4 separate regions of the Danio rerio genome follow, and all the other regions are linked to region 1. A link is a contact called in public HiChIP or PLAC-seq and Micro-C data. All regions are on one chromosome and are shown on one strand. The core of a region is the stretch at or near the end of the contact, and the rest is flanking DNA. Distances in the headings are between cores, read along the strand shown.

What was found. A called contact is a pair of places that touch in the nucleus more often than the background predicts. HiChIP or PLAC-seq counts read pairs in DNA pulled down with a chosen protein or histone mark.
Region 2: a Micro-C map of caudal fin shows a contact between it and region 1, with 11 times the contacts expected there. The contact joins the enhancer-like site here to the promoter of jag2b in region 1. A contact is called at or near these places in 2 of 18 Hi-C or Micro-C datasets (caudal fin and an unstated tissue) and 3 of 4 datasets of contacts at active chromatin or transcription factors (caudal fin, embryo and gastrula embryo).
Region 3: a Micro-C map of caudal fin shows a contact between it and region 1, with 9 times the contacts expected there. The contact joins the enhancer-like site here to the promoter of jag2b in region 1. A contact is called at or near these places in 5 of 18 Hi-C or Micro-C datasets (caudal fin, embryo, hematopoietic stem cells and 1 more) and 2 of 4 datasets of contacts at active chromatin or transcription factors (caudal fin and embryo).
Region 4: an H3K4me3 HiChIP or PLAC-seq map of embryo shows a contact between it and region 1, with 6 times the contacts expected there. The contact joins the enhancer-like site here to the promoter of jag2b in region 1. A contact is called at or near these places in 6 of 18 Hi-C or Micro-C datasets (caudal fin, embryo, hematopoietic stem cells and 1 more) and 3 of 4 datasets of contacts at active chromatin or transcription factors (caudal fin, embryo and gastrula embryo).

What each region holds. Positions count from the first base shown.
Region 1 is chr20:23,934,284-23,937,923 of GRCz12tu, forward strand. It overlaps jag2b (jagged canonical Notch ligand 2b), which reads left to right and starts at 2,052. Exons shown (of 26, transcript NM_131862.1): 1 at 2,052-2,267; 2 at 2,725-3,045. The coding sequence starts at 2,199.
Region 2 is chr20:24,092,037-24,095,676 of GRCz12tu, forward strand. No RefSeq gene overlaps it. Among named protein-coding and RNA genes, the nearest start is that of esr2a, 47 kb to the right of the region's middle. Within about 2 kb of position 1,790, at least 9 of the 62 cell types and tissues checked have an H3K27ac peak or open chromatin away from gene starts, as enhancers often do. A contact at or near this core is called in caudal fin, where this site is marked.
Region 3 is chr20:23,786,457-23,790,096 of GRCz12tu, forward strand. No RefSeq gene overlaps it. Among named protein-coding and RNA genes, the nearest start is that of nudt14, 26 kb to the right of the region's middle. Within about 2 kb of position 1,800, at least 6 of the 62 cell types and tissues checked have an H3K27ac peak or open chromatin away from gene starts, as enhancers often do. A contact at or near this core is called in caudal fin, where this site is marked.
Region 4 is chr20:24,066,866-24,070,505 of GRCz12tu, forward strand. No RefSeq gene overlaps it. Among named protein-coding and RNA genes, the nearest start is that of esr2a, 72 kb to the right of the region's middle. Within about 2 kb of position 1,891, at least 16 of the 62 cell types and tissues checked have an H3K27ac peak or open chromatin away from gene starts, as enhancers often do.

The DNA.
Region 1 (3,640 bases), core at 802-3,301:
AACCGGAACGTAACACTCGGAGGAAACCCATGCGAACATGGGGAGAGCATCCAAACTCCACACAGAAATGCCAACTAGCCCAGCTAGGACTCAAACCAGTGACCTTCTTGCTGTGAGAACAGTGCTAACTATTGAGTCACCATGCAACCCAAAGCCAAAAAACAAAGACGCCTTTTTTTTTTTTTTTTGTGAAATGAAAGTACTTTGGTGGTATTGAACTGCTGTTCAGCCAAGCTACTTTTCTCCACACCATTCATAAAAACATGCAAGTTATGGGCTTTGTAGACATTGTGTTTACACCGGTAAGTTAATTCACCTGGACCAGAGAGAGAGAGAGAGAGAGAGAAATGAAAACATTGACTTAACATTTACAATGTAATTTATTGACTGAAATGAAAGATACAAAAAAAAACATATTTTAATGATGTATGTTTTGCAAAGGAAGTTACCAAATGCCAAACATAATGCTGGCTGCTGTGCTAAATCTGATGTGCAGTATGTTGTGAAGTTTTGAGAAATTGTTAAGGACTCAAAACAGAGCCAGGGACAAATTCATGCATGCACAAAAAATAAATAAATAAAATTCTGCAGCAAGGGGATGTGTTTCTGATGCCTGTCATAGGCAACATCATGTCTATAAGGAGAAAAAAACAGGTGCGCTTGAGCATTCTGTCCTTTTATAGTTGCAGCTTGTGACATCATGCTTTTGTTTTATGTACTGTAGGTGTCATTGGTTCATGTTGAATTCATATTCAGACACACTTTGTAAGTGTACTGGAACATTCTTTATTAAAGTACATTCAGTCTGCTTTATGGCTTGCTCCATGGTTTGCATGGCAGTGTACCAGTTTATTCCACAGTGAACCACAGCAACAGAGCAATCTCATCAGAGTTTGTTTTACTCTAACCAAATCGGATATAAATTAATATTTATACCAGTAAAGAATACACTTTTCTGACACTCAGTTCAGGACTTGAGGCTTTTATTAACAAGATTCTGATATAAATAAAGTGTAAGAAAGAGAGACAGAAAGAAAAAAAAGTGCGTTGTTGGGGTACAATCGAGGACAAGCAGGTCTAGCTGGTCTACCAGCCTAGCCAAGCTGATGTTCAGCTGGTTTAGCTGGTTGGCAACCAAATGGAAAATGCCCAAAATGCATGTAAAACCAGCCCAAGATGTATTTAGATTTGTTTTAGATACTTGATTGGTTTTCAGATGTTTTATTAGACTATTTTGAACATTTCCAGCAAGATTGAGAACTACTACATTGGATGCTAAGGTAATAGGAACTTATATAAATTAATTAGATGTTGAGATTTTGCTTGTAAATGTTTTTCAAAGTTTGTCTTCATCTTGTTAGGATGTCTCTTTCGAGGTCAATGCGAGGATGTACAGTAGAGGGCGCTCTCACCTGTGGCAAATCACACTAGCAGGCTGAGCACGCATCAGGACATCAGCGGGGATATACAGCTTTTTTGAGGTTTTCAAGGCTAATTTTCTTGGTTTTGTGGTTTCCACATATAATGCCAATTTTAAATGACAATTTAAAGCACTTCCATTCATAAAGCAATTTCATTCTTGTTTACCATAGTTGCTATTGTTTTAATAAATGTGCCACAATGGTACAGTAAACAAATGAAACAAATGAACAAACGTTAACATAGTGTCTATTAAAATGTAAGAAAATATTCTTGAGAATATATACACATTTCTAGTCAACATGTGGGCACTTTAAATGCGACATCTCTGTTATATTTGTAGTCTGGTCATCACTGTGTGTTTAGAAATCATTAACGTGATAAAAATACTAATTCTGCAAATTACGCATTACAAATATCCAAATTCCTGACAGAAAAGAAAGCACGCTGTTTAATTGCTCGTTGTGAAACAGAGGGAATAGAGCTCGTAAGTTTTTTGGCCAGGCTCCGCCCCCGAGTGGCGATTGGCCAACCGCATCAGCAGGGGGGATACTGATTGGCCCTTCCAGCTGTCAATCACGCGAGATCTCCTCAGGCGTGTGGTAGCCGTGAAACATATCATTTGCCGTGAAGTGATCAGACCGAGGGAGAGATCAGCACAGACCATCACCGCGCAAACACACCACGCTCGTGAATTTTTGCATGTCAGGAACGGAGGATCCTGTCGCCGGTCATCGGCCGTTTTCCATCTTGCGTTTATAACACATCAAATCGGCGGCATGTGGAATTGTATCAGGATTAGGAATTGGCTCCCAATCGCGTGCCTGCTGTTAACGATGTGGACGAAGGTGAGAGCTCTGATTGTTATTAGTGTTGCAGATCGATTTAATTGCCGTAGCACTGATCAGGAGGCAAAAGTTGATGGGTGTGGGCAGACGATTTCAACCGTTTCTGCTTAAAGTGATCGATATTTGAATTACGCAGCCACATGTGCGCGTGCATTTGGAAATGTCAGATGTAAGAAATGTTAACTTGAAACACGATTCCTCATTAAAAGCACGGGTGGATCAGTTTTATAGGATATTGTATGAAATAAAGCCGATTTTCTCATCTCATCCGCATAACAGGTTTGCAAAATTGTAGACTGATTCTCTGGAGACTTGAATGCACAAGCGCACGCGACACATTCCCTCAAATTAACATTAGCACAGATTTATCTGCATTTCTGTAATGCACAATCAGCATTATGATTGCTCTGTTTGTTTGTTTATTTATTTGTCTTTCTGTTTTTCAATGTATTTTTAGGTGTCCCAGTCCTCTGGCTATTTTGAGCTGCAGCTGATTGCTGTAGAAAATGTAAACGGTGAGTTGTGGGACGGGGAATGTTGCGACAGCACGCGGAACTCTCAAGACCAGCGCTGCGTGCGGGACGAGTGCGATACTTACTTTAAAGTGTGTCTGAAGGAGTACCAGTCTGAAGTCACCACCACTGGACAGTGCACCTTCGGCTCTGGATCTACCGACGTTCTTGGTGGAAATATAATTTCTTTTAAGACCGCAAAAAACAGCCCCAGCAAAACGAGCGACGTGGGAAAGATCATCATCCCTTTTCACTTCGCCTGGCCGGTGAGTCCTCGTCTTCTCCATGGGCTGTAATAAAAAAACGCGCCGCGGTGAGCTGTCACTGCTCGGAAGTTGAGTGCACTATATTGTTAGGGTGATGACAGGGTCTCTATTTTAATCGTGGGGCGTGTAGGCTGCTGTCTTTTAACGATTTTCTGTTATTTCTGTGACTGCTTCATCTGTAGGGCACTCACTTTGCTCTGCGTGTTTGAAACGGGCTGCTTGAAGGTGCATTTAAGGTGACACGCACCTCTTAAAGAGATAGCTCACTGTTGAATGGAAATTCTGCTACTTGGTCACCTTGTTTCCCACCTGTGTTGGTTATTTATTTTAGAAACACGAAGTAATTAGATAATATTGTTATTTACTCGAAGAAATATTGATTGAAAGTGAATGGTGACTTAAGTCTGTCATCCTGTCAAGCGGAAGCTTTAAAAGATACTTTCTAACAGAATAGTTTGTTTTAATTGGCTGTGTTACAAATCTGCTTAGTTGTACATCTTGTTTTGGTAGCATAAGAGAATATACAAGGCGGTTTAGGTAGACTGATTTTAATTTTGTTTCTGTTGACTTCTCATTATCAAGGTGCCAATCTTTC
Region 2 (3,640 bases), core at 540-3,039, 160 kb after region 1:
GAAGAAAGGTGATTTAAGGGACTTTGAATGTGGCATGGTTGTTGGTACCAGATAAATATTTCAGACACTGCTGATCTACTGGCCTTTTTACACACAACCATCTCCAGGGTTTAAAGTGAATGGTTCAAAAAAAGAGAAATCATCCAGTGAGGGGTAGTTCTGTGTGCGCAAAAGCCTTGTTGATGAGGTCAGAGGAGAATGGCCAGACTGGTTTGAGCTGATAGAAAGGCAACAGTGACTCAAATAACACCTCGTTAGAACTGAGGTATGCAGAAGAGAATCTCTGAATGCACAACATGTTAAGGCGGATGGGCTACAGCAACAGAAGACCACACCAGGTGCCACTACTGTCCACTATAAGAGCAGGAAACCGAAGCTACAATTCATACATGCTCACCAAATTTGGACAATAGAAGATAGAAAAAAACGCTGCCTGGTCTGATGAGTCTTGATTTCTGCTGTGACATTTGGATGGTAGAGTCAGAATTTTGTGTCAACAGTATGATTGCATGGATCCATTCTGATTGTATCAACGTTTCATGCTGGTGATGGTGGTGTAATAGTGTGTGGATATTTTATTGCCACACTTTGGGCCCAATATTACTAATTGAGCATCAACATGCCAACGCCACAGCCTACCTGAGTAGTTTTGCTGACCATGTCTATCCCTTTATGACCATAGTATACCCATCTTCTGAAGGCTACCTCCAGCAGGATAACGTGCTGTTATAAAGCGCATATCATTTTGAACTTTTTGGACATGACAATGAGTTCACTGTACTCAAATGGCTTTCACAGTCACCAGATCTCAATCCAATAGAGCACCTTTGGGATGTGGTGAAACGGGAGATTCACATCAGGGATGTGCAACCGACAAATCTGCAGCAATTGCGTTATGCTTTCCTGTCAATATGGCCCAAAATCTCGGAGGAATATTTCCAGTGCCTTGTTAAGTCTATGCCACAAAGGATAAGGGCAGTTCTGAAGAAAAAAGTAGGACCAACCCTGTACTAGTAATGTGTACCTAATAAAGTGGCCAGTAAGTGCAAATTGTCCTGATCATATAATTTTTTTTTGCAGTGTGATAACAGATATTAAATAACTAATGTTAATATACTGAGGTTTATTGAAAAGTTTATTTTTTTTGGTTAATGTTAAAATTAAAGTAATTAAAATTAATAAATGCCTTCAAAGTATCCAAATTGTCATGATTAGTTCATGTTAGCTATAGTAATTAAGTAATGTTAACAAACTTTAATATTATCGTAAAGTGTGACCAATATTTTAACAAGTTTTTCAGTGGTTTTTGACTCAAACTGTATGACCATAGTGGAGTTTTAAACCTTCATTAACCTTCACTATTTAAACGAAAAATGACCCCAAAAGAAATATTGTCATTTGTGTGTCACTTATTTTCATTTTTGTATGAACTCAAAGTGTTTCATGAAATTTTTATAGCACTGATGGAGCCAGACTACAGCGCCAATGGCTGCTATACCACTGTATATATAGACAGATAGTCATACCACAGCAAAAGAAGCACTTAAACTCCAGATTTACCACCATGTGCTTCTTATTAAGCCTCAGAAACTGTGGTGCCACTCAGTTAAAAGCCCAGCCAATTGTGTTTGCTTTCTTCAAGTAAATGTTAGTCATGTCAAGGTAGAGAGTAAAGCGATCAGAAGGCAAGCCTGAGCCTCAAGGCCTGTGGTTTAGTAGATGACGGTGAGGGCGCAGCGGCTGCGGTGTAGCTGACGCGTGCCGGTCCTGTGCAGGGCGTGTAGGCATTGTGTTGGCACACCCTCTGTCTCTCTCTCATTCTCTCTCTCTCTCACGTCAGCCTGGCCTGTCTCTACAGGAGCCAGAAAACACCCGATGGCTCCATTTGAGTCTCCATTCACTCAGCAAATACAGTACAGTTCTGTATGCCCTCGGGTGGAGAAAACATGCCTACCTGCTACTGCTTTACTCATAACTGATAAGATGTGGAGGAAACATTATGTGTGTGTGGTATCAAATTAGCTTAATCTACCATATAACATATACTCATTTTGTTTTTTGAAAGAAGTTTCTTCTGCTCATCAAGGCACAATTTATTACATAAAAATATATACATTTTTGAATATTATTTGAGTTCACAATAACTTTATTATATTATGTTTTCTATTTTAATATAGTTTATGATGCAAATTTCAACATCACTACTTTAGTCTTATGCATCATGTAATGCTTTAGTAATTAGTCAGTTTTTATTTTGTTGCTCAGTTCATTTCTTATGATTATCAATGTTAAAAATGGTTGTGGTGCTTTATATATTTATGGAAACCATCATACAATTAGGCATGGGACAATAACCGTTTTCAAGGTATACCGCGGTTTGGAAAAGTCAAAATTTTAAAAACATCGAAATTTTCTGCAAAACCATTTATAAGGTATGTTTACGATTTTTTATTTACGTTTTTTTATTTTATTTCGTTTTTTAGGACAACAGTATCTCCAGCAGAAAAAAAAATATCCAAAAAATGCCGTTTTAAATTGAAATAAAAATCTGTTTTTAAAAACTAATAAAGACAGCAGAAGTCAATAATTCAATAAGTCAATAAGGTTTACTGTTCCAAAATATTTTAAATGTTTCTCAAAATAAAATACATTGTGTTTAAAGCGGAAAAAAGTTTTAGCTTTTTTACCCAGATATTTAAAAAGAGCATTATTAGAGCAGTAATCGCAATACCTTAAAACCGTGATAATTTTTATCCAAGGTTATACCGTCAGAATCTTATACCGGCCCATGCCTACATACAATACCTTTTAAAAATATGATTCAAAAAATGGGTTCAAAAGGGCAATTAAAGAAATAATTTATTTTTTAAGGCCTCAAATCAAAGTGACAGTAAAGATATCTATGTGGCAACTCATGAAATATTTTATTTCAAATGAATGCTGTTGTTTTTAAATTTCTGTTTCAAAGACTGTATAATGGTTTTAGTCACAGATGTCAGTCATTTACGACTAAGCAACTGTAATAATTAATTGTAACAGAGCAGAAAATCACTGATAAAAATTATTTATGAAGGATCATGTGCTGAAAATTCTAATTTAAATCACCTAAAATAAATACTATTTTAAAATGTGTGAGGAAAAACGGTGACACTTTATTTTGATGGTCGTTTGTTGAATTTAAGTTACATTACATTTACATGCCTGCTAATCTCATTAGATTAGTAGTAGAATGTTAGGTTAGGGTTAGGGTTAGTGTTAGTTGACATGTACTTGCAAAGTTTCTTATAGTCAGTTAAATGTCTGCTAAAGGAGCAGTATCAGCAGATATTAAGCAGACAGTCTAATAATACTCAAATGGACCATCAAGATAAAGTGAGCAGAAAAATATAAAGAATTTCACTACTAAAATAAAATGTACTATGTTACTTTTTTGATGTATTTCTGTTGAAACAAGCATTTTTTAAAAACACAATCTGTATGATCTCAAACTTTGTAGGTTATATAGTGTAGGATAATTAGCATAATAGTTTAATCATATTTAGTGTAAGGGGTGTGGTTGATTAAATGTCTGGTTTCTTCTCACATTTATTTGCTAAGAGCTTTTCATGAAGTTGCTCCCTAAGGAAGCATGTCCCAGATT
Region 3 (3,640 bases), core at 550-3,049, 150 kb before region 1:
ATTAATAACATTTGCATGAAATTGTTTGAATAATTTGTGATCATACAGGGACAACACAAATGGTATTTTCCATGGTTATAATATTGCACTCTTTTTCTTACACAGTTTAAATGTATTAAAATAGATCATCTGCTCTAATATTTGAATCCTTATAAAGCATTCAGGTTCGTTTTGACCTGGAAGAGATAGATGATAATTTATTAAAAAAAAAAAAAAACAAACAAACAAAGCATAGATTTTTTAGCAAACAGCATAAACTTTATAAATAAGACTCTAAATGCATCAATTATCTTTTTAAATTTATGGTATTGACAGACTGACATGATTTTAGGTGTATAATCTTTTAGAAAATTGTAAAATGATATATGAAGGTATTTCAGTATCAAAAAAACACACCTTTTCGACTGAAATTTGTTCATACACGTGCTGACCCATGTACACTGACACACACCATTGACTCACTTTTCTTTAAAATGAATGTTTAAGCAAATAAACTATTTATTTATTCATTGCTTTTCTTTGTGATCGTTGATTGGATATTATTTTGTTAGATGCCAATATATTTTATAATAAATTTAAAAAGAATTCATTAGATCTCATCTATAACAATTGGGTTAAAACTGGTAATTCTCAGATTATATGTTTTTTCTTTCTAAATTTCATAAAATTGTATAATCAATTTTCTTATCAGTATCGAAAATAAAAACACAAATTCACAGAATTTTTAGTAAAACTATCAATATTTGCATGTAAATATTAGGCATGCTTGCAGCTGCCAAAATTCAGCATATCAAAAAGATTTCTGAAGGGTCATGTGACACTGAAGACTGCGGTAATGATGCAGAAAACACATTAAAACAGAAAACAGCTCATTTATTTGCCAATATCTATGGTCTATTTTTTGACTTGAGAATATGAAATATATTTCAAAGGCTTATTTAATTTTAAAAATATATATATTTTGAACTGGTGGTTTTCATTATACACTGTAAAATAAAATCTGTTTATTTACAATTTTCCATAGCTTGTGATTCATGGGTATTGCTGTTTTTATGCTTTTAAATTGCATCATAGGACCTTGATCTCTCCTCTGACAATTTTTAAAATTGAAGTTAAGCACAGTGACTTTTGTGACCATTTTTAGACTGAAACAATGCATAAAATAAAAAGAATATTAGCAGAAAAAGAACAGGCAGCATATTAACCCATCAATCGGTCACTATACCATTATTACCATGACCAACGCAGACAATATATCACTCCAAACTAATAAAAATGTCATTATATTTATTTTAATAGAGCAGAGATCAAGGTCCCATAATGCATTTAAAAAGCCTAAAAATATTAAAAATAACATGAAACCAGTTATGGGCCACCGTGATTGTTTTTAAAACAGCATAAACATTCCTTAAATCATGTGTTTCTCAGAAAAACACAGTGTTTTGCAGAGGTCATGGTGGTTTCTCATTTCCCCTTGCACTACTCCTTCAATAGAAAACTAATGCCATTCCCATATACAGTACAGTACCAGTCGAAAGGCCTATTTGAAGTGGAGTCGCCTTCCTCCCAGGAGAGCTTCGATTCCACTGATTCTGACACTGAAGCACCACATACCCCATAGTTCATTTCACCTATTTCTTTTTTTCTTCCCTCTTTATACTTAATTGCCTCCCCTGATGACAACAATCTCTTATATCAGCGCATTGTACTTTGGGAAGATAGTGTTACAGCACGGATCATATTTCTGCACAATTATACCGTCCTCCTACTCTCTCTCAAGGATCCGTTGGCTTTACTGGAAACGTCGTTCGGCTTCACTCTCGGCTCCTCCAAGCATGACGGTGTATGATAAGTGGGCCTTAAGCCGTCAGATGACAGGACGTGTTTAGGCTTTGCCCAAGCAGTCTGTATTGAATAATGATTATGCCTAGAATGGCGAATGGAGGAGAATGTGGCTTGCTAGTGCCATTGTTTTGGGGTTGTTTGGAGGAGGCTTGCAGCTGGTTTATCCGTGAGGAGAAGCGCAGGCGTAGGCGGCTGATGATGGGATGTGTTTCCTCATGTCAGGAGCAGGAGGAGGTGCACGGTTCGCCGTCGAGCGGAACTCTTTTTCAGTGGGGATTAGTTAAAGGGAGCAAACAGGCCTACTACTGCGGCACATTCCGAGAACTGTTATTATTTTAGTTCGCAATGGAGATGTGGAATAATCATTAACAAACCTATGTGTCAGCCAATACATGGAGGCGGAAAAAGGCTGTTGATGAAGGTTATTTCAGGTCTACGATGAAAATCCTGGTTATGTGGAGGGGGCTGTCAAATGTTAGGACCACTGTACGGTATATAATGAACCCCTTTTAAAAAAGTTATTTTTCATCCTCGTATATGCATTCTAAATGTGCATTGTTTTATAAAATGTAATATATTATTTATATTCCATATACTCACTCTTACTTGCTATTCTTGGCCCTGATTAATCCAGCCTGATCTCATGAGGAAACGTAAGTATTTTATGTTTTGTCAGTTTAGTGGCTAATTCATATGAATTCTTAAGAATGAGTTCAGACGTATGATTTTAAAAAGGAGGCGTGGCTAGAACTGGGTGGTAAAATCGGTATTGATATTGATTGACTGAACACTATTGTCGATATCGATTAAAAAAGATTGGGTATGTAGTTTCAGTATGAAATGCTATAGTTTAATTAAAATGTGGCTGCTGAGAGTGCGCCTTGTAAGCAATGCCAGTAAGCTTAGGGTGTAAGTTTGTCATTTCCAATGGAGGCGCGCGACTTGAATGACGTACGTATGGGAGCAATGTGCACATGTTGTGCAAGTGACGCACACATGACGCTAGTTGAAAAACATCTGAACATTTTCGAATGCCACGAATGCACAGCGACTCATGCAAGTAGAACTAACCAATCTGCTTGACACTTTGTATGGTATGTACACATTTCAGCAATAACGGCAGACAAACACAGCACATCCAAACACTACAGTGCTTTTTACTTTTCGTTTTAAACTTGCATTGGAGCGGTAGCAATGGTTTCTCCATTTATCATCCTCTGAGTAAAACGCTTGAAGGTCGCCTATTTACGAGAGACGCCAGGGGAGCGCTAGCGCAAAATCAATTGTATATGGTGAAGGAAATCATGGGCTTGTGCTTGTCACTTCAAGTTAGAATAACAACACATGGGAAAATGAGTGCGGTGGCTAGCAGAAGTAAAGAGATTGTAAATAGAAAAGGTTGTGGCCAGAGTGGCTTTTTGGTTTCTTTTCTTGTGCATCCCAGCCACTAGCACCCCATCTGAAAGATTTTTTAGCATTTTTTAACAAGTTGTAATGTTGCAAAATGCATTTGAATAATGATGGTTAGTTCTTTTACTTGAAAGCTCAGATTTGATTATCATAATTTTTTTTACAGAGTTTGAGGTTTACTGTATCATTATTATTCACACCTTACAGATGTTGATCTACCTTAAAGTTTGCTTAGATATTTCAGTAGTTACGCTTTACCATTGCACACACGTTTTTTTTTTTTTTTTTATTACACGTATTTTATAGTTTAAGAGTCTCTTTAACACTTACGTTTATGGGATATTTGTTTAAATATTTTTGTTTTTTACTATTAAAACTATCTGCC
Region 4 (3,640 bases), core at 641-3,140, 130 kb after region 1:
TATTTAATTATTTATAGTTTACTCAACCTTAGGTCACCCAAGGATTATGCTTTCAGCTAAAACATGAGGTGAAGTATCACTTTAAATTCATTCTCTTTCTTAATGCCACAACATGACATTTATATATATATATATATATATATATATATATATATATATATATATATATATATATATATATATATATATATATATATATATATATATATGTAAAAGTGGTAAAATTGTGAAATGTTATTGCACTATAAAATAACTGTTCAAAAATAGTTTATCATTAAATTTAATAATTTATTCAAGTGATTTTAAAGATTTTAAACAATTTTTAGCTTCATTACTGTACTCTTCAGAATCACATAATCTTTCAGAAAACACTCTAAAATGAATTCTTCTTCTTCTTTTTCTTCTTCTTCTTATTATTATTCATTCATTCATTCATTTTCTTGTCAGCTTAGTCCCTTTATTAATCCAGGGTCGCCACAGCGGAATGAACTGCCAACTTATCCAGCAAGTTTTTACGCAGCGGATGCCCTTCCAGCCGCAACCCATCTCTGGGAAACATCCACACACACATTCACACACACACACTACGGACAAATTAGCCTACCCAATTCACCTGTACTGCATGTCTTTGGACTGTGGGGGAAACTGGAGCACCTGGAGGAAATCCACGCGAAGGCAGGGAGAACATGCAAACTCCACACAGAAACGCCAACTAAGCCAAGGTTCGAACCAGCGACCCAGTGACCTTCTTGCTGTGAGGCTACAGCACTACCTACTGCGCCACTGCCTTGCCATATAATTATTTTACATTGTAATAATAATTTCATTTGACTACATACAATAAGTAATAAGTTAAATTGTCCGTAGTGTATGTGTGTGAATGCAAGAGTGTATGGGTGTTTTCCAGTGTTGGGTTGCGATTGAAAGAGCATTCGCTGCGTTAAAACATATGCTGGATTCAATGCAGTTGATTCCAATGTGACGACCCCAGATTAATAAAGGGACTAGGTTGAAAAAAATAAAAATAAACAATAAGTAATAAATAAATATTTATTAAATATTTAACAATGAAAAAAATGACATTAAATAAATGCCGCCTTTGATAAACAGAATGATTTTATTTAAATTATAAATACAATTAATAATAAAAAAATATTGACCCCAAACTTTTGATCGGTTGTGTATATCAACTTATTTTTTATTGTGACTCTAAATAAGCTGGATTTACTCAATATGCATTATGAGAATTATTTTATTGTTTTATTGTTGTTGAAATGGTCTAAAACATTTCATCACATTTTCATATAAAATAATGTCATTTAGAGCATTTCTCTGAGAAAAATTACATTTTCCCAAATAACAAAAGTTGTGATCAGGGTTATTCCACCAAATATTAATTTTTTTAATTCTTCTGAAGTAAAAACATTGGCATTTTTTGTGTGTAAATTTGAATATAAACATATCTGAAAGCATGGCACCTTTTTGACATTTTACAAAAAAATAATAATAAATTATTTTTATAATAAATTAGAGAAATGTCATCAGTAGTTCACAGAATAAAACAAAAAAATACATTTTACTCCAACACATAAAGATCTATAAATTGTAAATCAGAGGAATTTTCAAGTGCTCTCTTAATTTTCTTTCCATATATGTTCCACTGACTGATTTCTACATGCTCTTTTGAGCAGGACAGGTGGACAATAAGACCAAATTGACCTTGAGCCATGCTGTTATAAGAACCACCAATACAGAAGTTTGTGAAAAGGAGGGAATGCATGTATATGGCCCGCACTGTCCCACAGTGACCTCATGGGGTGACGTGTGACCTCTCCCGCTGCCCAGATCCTCAGAGACGCACCGTTGAAGTGTAACGGCACATAGAGCCCAGCCTGAACTCTGACCCCTGCCTCCCCAGGAGCCTTGGCTCTGTCGGAGACGATTCAAATCACAGGGACTGTGGCTATCAATCAAACACGGGGACCGGAGCTCAACCGAAGAATATGTCAAGAAGCCATTTTAACATGTCAGGTTGTAGGCCGGCGCAAGCATATGGCCCATTTACTCCTGATGATAGACATGGAACACATCTGTTTGTTCAACGCAGCGAGACACGTCCCGTAAGATCTGAAAGAAGTCTTGAATAAGCCCAAGCCTACGCCTCGAGGGACGGGTTTCTTAACTGGGGGAAGGGGTGATTCTGTTCAGCCTTATAAAGCTTTCATGAAAAACCCCCAAGAACAGAGGGTCACGCTATTGATTGAACCTGCGAGAGGAAGCAGTTGTGACCTATAATTCTTACCAAGAGCATGACACCGAGCTCAAAGGGTACATGTATACGCTGTTGACTTCCCTGTGAAATGTAGATGGGCAGCTGGGATAGCGGAGACGTAACGGTGATCCCTGCGTCACGTCTGGGACGGTTGGAATGTTTTTTCAAAATGGAGTTGTATTTGTCCATCTTGGTCTATTTAAATCCTCTATGTGTGTTTGACGGCATGTACGCATGCTTTAGGGTTTCTGAATGGTTTGTCTGACAGTTAATGTTGATGTCAGATTCTTGAAATCCTCTTGCACGCCTCTGTGGTGTCAGTGAATCGATCTTTTAATGTGTTTTGCATGGCTATAAATGTTCACGTTAAAGGGTTCTCCCATAAACGAACATTTACACCACTTACCTTTACACACTTGTTTGAATTATTTTTTTCTGTTGACCACAAAATATATTTTGAAGAATGTTTGCACATCTATTGTAGGAATTAAAAGGGGTAACACTTTATTTTGATGGTCCATTTAAGTATTATTAGATTGTCTGCTTAATATCTGCTGATACTGCTCCTTCAACAGACATGTAACTGACGATAAGAAACTTTGCAAGTACATGTCAACTTACACTAACCTTAACCATAACCCCAACCTAACAACAGTCTACTTATAATCTAATGAGAATTAGTTGGCATGTAGATGCATTGTAACTTACATTCATCAAACAAATAAAGTGTGATCATTCAAAATGATCTATGTCATCAATAAGTTTTGTAGGAATATGATTGGCTACGAGTTTCAATCAGTCTTGAGAATAAAAGAATAACAACTATTTTAAAATAACATAATTTCAAAGTGGTTTGGATATGATTCTAAATTTATCAAAAGTAGCTCTCAGTGTAGAGTAAACACTAGGAAGTGAAAATGAAACTGGCCGCACATCATTTAAATGATCATAATGCATTTTATGGTTATGATTATGACAAGCATTTGATATATTTTTTCTTTCATAGCGAACACAAAGTGTTGTGCATGAAAATTAATGTTTTACAGTGTCAGCTACTAATAATGTTGAATATAATACAAGAAGAAATCTGAGAATGACAAATGTCTGATTTTACCAGTGAAAACAAATGGTCTAATAATGCTGTCAATGACAAATGACCAGCATAAGTCTCAAACTTTTTATTTATTATTTTTTAATTATAATAAATCAATTTTATAATAATGAATAGTTGTATTATGATTTAAAATCATTTACTGTGATTTAACAAACAGGACATTTTAAAAGTCTGTTTAAGTCCACCATAATGACTGTACAAAATTTAGCATTTTAAGCAACAGTAGAGCTACACATAGGCCTAATAATACTAGT